Regions from separate parts of the Mus musculus genome. Here region 2 is linked to region 1. Evidence: chromatin contacts called from public HiCAR-type data. All regions are on one chromosome and are shown on one strand. The core of a region is the stretch at or near the end of the contact, and the rest is flanking DNA. Distances in the headings are between cores, read along the strand shown. Region 1 holds the start of Ankrd54 (ankyrin repeat domain 54). Region 2 holds the start of Zc3h7b (zinc finger CCCH type containing 7B).

What was found. HiCAR-type assays count read pairs that join an accessible place to other places.
Region 2: a HiCAR-type map of astrocytes shows a contact between it and region 1, with 5 times the contacts expected there. The contact joins the promoter of Zc3h7b here to the promoter of Ankrd54 in region 1. A contact is called at or near these places in 2 of 39 promoter capture datasets (the C10 cell line and pre-B cells) and 1 of 115 datasets of contacts at active chromatin or transcription factors (astrocytes).

The regions. Positions count from the first base shown.
Region 1 is chr15:79,061,465-79,064,200 of GRCm38.p6, reverse strand. Ankrd54 (ankyrin repeat domain 54) reads left to right here and starts at 1,342. Exons shown (of 8, transcript NM_144849.1): 1 at 1,342-1,728. The coding sequence starts at 1,404.
Region 2 is chr15:81,743,740-81,746,475 of GRCm38.p6, reverse strand. Zc3h7b (zinc finger CCCH type containing 7B) reads right to left here and starts at 1,378. Exons shown (of 23, transcript NM_001081016.2): 1 at 1,130-1,378.

The sequences.
Region 1 (2,736 bases), core at 93-2,592:
CTGAGTTCGAGGCCAGACTGGTCTACAGCATGAGTTCCAGGACAGCCAGGGCTATGCAGAGAAATCTTGTCTCAAAACAAACAAACAACAAACAAAAAATATTTTTTAAGGAAGCAGAGGCGGTTGGATCTCTGTAAGTTGGAAGCTAGCCTGGTCCACAGAGTAAATTTTGGCTCAGCCAGGCTGCACTTAGAAACCCTGTTTCAGAAAACAAAACAAAACAAAACAAAACAAAAAAACCAACCCCAAACAAACAAAAAGGTAAAGAAGTATCTACCCATCCATCCATCTGTAATCCACCCATCCATCCATCCATCCATCCATCCATCTATCTGTAATCCTTGCCCTCAGGAGGCAGAGGCAGGTGAACCTCTGAGTCTGGGGACCTAATGGACTACACAATCAGTTTCAGTACAGCCAGGGCTACACGGAGAAACCAACCCTTTGAGGTCAGAAGACCAACTCCAAGAAGGTGCCCTCAAATCACAAACTTGGGGTAGGCAGAACAGGACTATAACCCAAGGCCTTTAATTAGCACAAGGTAGTGTTACAGGTATTTATTTGCTCTCTAAGTGTTTTCTATTTTATTTACCAGCTGATAGAGTATAAATGACTTGCATGCGCTGTGTGTGTGTACTTGTACCTCCCTTGGGTCAAGTTCAGGCCAGTGATCCGTAGGACTTTCAGGGCTGAGGAATTGCTCTTCGTTAATCTGCCTACTGCAGGGTTACTCTTGTATAATTACATAGAATATAATTTTTTGGGTAAAGCAGCGATTCCGGAGAGGGCAAGAGAACGCGACAAAGGAAAATCTATTACGTTAGAAGATATTAGCGCCTATTTCGTGATGGTATCTCCAAATCATAGTGTGTTTGGATTTTTTTTTTTTTTTTTTTTTTTTTTTTTTTTTGAGTTCATTGACTCAAAACACACCTACACGAGAGTAGTTCTGGTTTTTTCACTTTCCTTTCCGATTGGCTGGAGACCTTCTTACCTTGATTGGCTAAAGCATTTGCCATTCGTCTTTCCGGAGCTATCACAGGAAGAAAAGGAAGAAAGGAGTGTCCTGAACGCAGCTATTTTATTGGCTCTGGTAGTAACACCGCTTAGTGCAAAAGCAACTCTAATTTGTGATTGGCTCTTTTGTCCGCCAGTCATACTACCGAAAACCAGTGTTCGCCTTGTAGTCTGCCTTCCTTACCTGATTGGCTGTGCTGTGAAGGCTGTGCGAACTCTGATTGGTCCGTTGCTCTGGCGCGGTCCGACCCGCCCGCACTCTGTTGCTGTGGTTGCAGGCCCCGCCCGTCCGTTCGCTGACAGCGAGGCTTCTCCTGGAGGGAAGCGGGTCCGTTGGTCGGTTCGGAGCGAGGCTGGCGCTGCCAGGCCCGCGCCTAGCCGTTGCCATGGCAGCCACCGGCGGGGGCGCGGACGACGAGTCGCGATCCGGCCGCTCGAGCTCGGACGGCGAGTGCGCGGTGGCGCCGGAGCCTTTGGCGGAAGCCGGAGGCCTGGTGTCTTTCGCGGACTTCGGCGTTTCGCTGGGCAGCGGCGCCGGCCTCCCGGGCCGGTCGGTGGGCAGGGCCCAGTCCTCGCTGCGCTACCTCCAGGTCCTGTGGCAGCAGGACGTCGAGCCTCGCGACGAACTGCGTTGCAAGATTCCCGCCGGGCGGTTGAGGCGTGCCGCCAGGCCCCACCGTCGGCTCGGGCCCACCGGCAAGGAGGTACACGGTGAGCTCAGCCAGGAACCCTGGGGTTGCTTGTGAGTGATCGCAGTGATCGTAGTGGTTCGAGCTGCGGAGGACCGTGTCTTCATCCACTTGTTCATCCCTGAATAAAAACTTTACACTCCCGAGGGTGGTTATTAGACAATAATGTGGGACAATGGAGAATACTTTTATAAGTAGAGGAGGGAGCCCAGAGCCAACTTGTGTGAATGCACAGATCTGAATCAGACTGCCCCACACTTGGCTCGTAGGCAACCTATAGTCACTTAGGGTCTCGGTTTTCTATTGTAGAATGGTACACTACCAGCCTTACTAGGGTGTTAAAAGTTAGGCAGGGTTCTGAACATATATTCTTCTTTTTCGAGGGGCCAAACACTTGTTTGATACATTTATTTATTTATTGGTCTTTCGAGACAGGGTTTCTCTGTGTAGCCCTGGCTGTCCTGGAACTCACTCTGTAGACCAGGCTGGCCTCGAACTCAGAAATCCGCCAGCCTCTGCCTCCCAAGTGCTGGGAATAAAGGCGTGCGCCACCACAGCTTGGCAAGAATGGAAAGTTTTAAGGTTTCTTTTTACACCTAACATCGTTTGACCTGGTATACTGGTGTTATAAAAATTAAAAGAGAATTTGAAACAAAACAAAACAGTGGTATATTGGACATGCAATTGTTATATCTAGTTTGCAACTTTTTGGGTCACTTTCTAACAGCTAAGGTATTGCTTCCTGTTAGTTCTCAAATAGAGGCGATGCCTTTGAAAGAGGGAAGGTTTCTGGTTAGGAATTATCAAGTTTGGTAAGTTGTTTAGGAGTGACCTGCTTTGAAGTCAGATCATAGAGGTTGACTGTGATCAGCTCAGAAAGGACTAAATAAACCCTCACACCCTTTCTGTCTTAAAAAAAATTAATCTCAAATTTCGTTATAACAGCTTGGAGCTGACAGGACAGTTCAGCTTTGTATTATAGATAATAGACTGAGACCCAGGATAAGTACCTGGCTTGCTCAAGGTCGCC
Region 2 (2,736 bases), core at 129-2,628, 2.7 Mb before region 1:
CGCAATCCCCCATCACTTTGCAGCTGTTCCCCAGTTCCCCCACTTGAAGCCCCAGCCCCTTCAGCCCCTCCAGCCCCCAGTCTTCTCCATCAAGGCACTGTTGGCACCCCGGCCACCCTATTCTGTCAAGAATGAACTCTTTCTACACGTTCCCACTCCTGCGGTGTGGGGGGGAGGGAGGCTTTGTCTCTGCGAAGGACCCTCAACCCAGGAACTTTACAAACACCTGAACCTGAGGGTTTCTAAGATAGAAAGAAAAAGAGTTATGGATCGCAGAAGGGACCTTGTGTCCGCTGAGGGCAGTGGCGGCGGGGTCGACTCTGCTTCCCCAGGGCCCCCAGCCCTGCCAGGGCGCCCCTCAATCGCCACAATCCCAGTCCCCAGCAGTCCCCGTGAATCCCCTGCCTGGTTACTGCCCACCCAGGAGGCCTCTGAGCCCAGTGACGGATGCCACGACCGGAAATGCCCTCCTGCTCAGCAGACCCAGACCGCGCCCCCCTTTCCTGCCGCCCCCTCCCCCAGGGCTGGGCCCGCAGGCCCCGGATCCCCGGACTCGCGTGGCCGCGGTAACCGACTGGGGCGACCCATCAGCCGGCCATTGTCCCCGGCCCTCGCCGCGGCCCCTCTACCTCTAGGCACTGCGGATTCAAAGCGAATACAAAAGGAAAGGGGGACCCTAACTGCCAGCCTCGGACCACCTCCTTGCAGTGGGATCCGCAAAACATCCGCGCGCACACCCAAACCTCCAGACGCAAGGGAGATTGCCCCACACCACGGAAGAAAAATCCCAAGGCATCCCCTGGGGGCTGCAGTGCAGCCCCAATCTCCCAGGCGGCAGGTGCCCGGCCACACAATAACTTTGAAACTTTGGGGCAGGGGTACGGGAATCTGCAGACAGATTCCTCCCCCCAGAAAAACCCAGTTCGTGGTAATGGAGGTGCTATTGCTTTATTCTTGCAAAGCCGCCTTTCCAGGTGGCCTGGCCGGGGCTTCCCGCGCCTCCTCCGCGCGCGGCCCTGCCCGGCCCTGCCCGGGCGCCCCAGCCTCGCGCGCCCCAACCTTGCGCGCCGCCGGGGACGCGGTGGCCCGGCCTCTGCCCCGCGGGGCTCCGCCGCGCCAAAGCACTCACCTCGGCCGGGCTGCGCTCCCCGCGGGCCTGCGCCGAGCCCGATAAATGGTATGCTATGACTAGAGGTATGATTACGTTATTATTATTAGTAATAATAAGAGTAAATGCTATTTAATTACGGGCGGCCGCATCCTGCTCCCGGCGCCGCCGCCCGGGCAGCTCGGTCCATGTGGCTCCGGAGCGCTTTACTTTCATTTCCAGCCCCCTCGGCCGGCCGCTCGCGGCAGCACCCGCTGGAGGCTCCGTCTCCCTGCAGCTCTCCCTCCTCGGGTCCTAGAGAGCGCAGCTCCTCCTCGCTTTAGTCGCGCCCGGGGTGGGCGGCGCGGGCTGCGCACCTGGGGGGGAGGGGGGAGTCGGCAAGCCCCCCTTCCCAGTGGAGGGATGCCTGGAATTCACCTTGATTTTCTTTTAAAACTGCTCTTCCTTTTCTGGGATTTCCTTCTAGCAGTTCTGCATTTCTGGGCGGATGCTGGACCGACCTCTGTTTTGTTTTTCCACCCCTCAAACCGAGCGTAAAGCTACACTTGGCTTTCCAGGTGTTTTGATGAAGGAAGGCATCTCCAAGCATCTGGTCATGTTGTGCCCTTTCTTTGATAAGGACCTCGGTCAGGATCTCCTTTTTGGCTAGGGTTTCATGTATAGAAAGTTAAAAGCGGGTTGGGGGCGGGGGGGCGCAGGGGGAAATCAGTGACACTTGTTTAAGAAAGCCTGGCTGATTTTATTCAAGGTAGGGCTATCATGATGGGTTTAGGGACCATTGCAGTGGGGTTTTGCAGTGGTGCTGAGACACTGGGCTCAGCCCTGAATTCAGCATGAACCGGGAATTTATAGAGCAAGGAGCAAGGCAGGGTCAGCAGACAGAAAACTTGAGGTATAATGTGATTGCTGTTAGCTCCACCCAACAGGGTTCTTAAGTGTTTTTAAAGTCGGGTTTTTATTTTGTGTGTACCAGTGTTTTGGCTGTAGATATGCATGGGCATCATGTGTGTCCCTAGTGCCTTGCAAAGGTTAGAAGAGGGGATAGGAGTTCCTGAAACTAGAGTCACAGATGGTTGTGAGCACTGTGTGGGTGCTGGGAATGTAACATGGGTCCTCTGGAAGAGCAGCAGGTGCTCTTAATGGCTGAGCCATCTCTTCAAGATAGGTTAGGTACTGGAACATCACCTTGGGGTATAGTGGAAGAGGAGGATCCTGAGCGTATATTGGTGGTGTTCCCAGATGGAAGGTAGGGGAGTCTAGTTAAGCCATGCTTGCTAAAAATTGGACAATTGGGCCAGGCTTGGTGAAGCACACCTTCAACACCAGCACTTGGAAGGCAGAGGCAGGCCTGGTCTACCTAGCCAGAGCAGTCAGCTACATAGAGAGACACTATCTCAAAGAAAATAATGATAATAAATTTAATTAATTAACTTATTTATTTATTTATTTATTTATTTTCTGAGACAGGGTTTCTCTATGCAGCCCTGGGTGTCCTGGAACTCACTCTGTAGACCAGGCTGGCTTAGAACTCAGAAATCCGCCTGCCTCTGCCTCCCAAGTGCTGGGATTAAAGGCGTGTGCCACCACTGCCTAGCAAAATTAAAATAAAATTAAATAATCCAGAGATA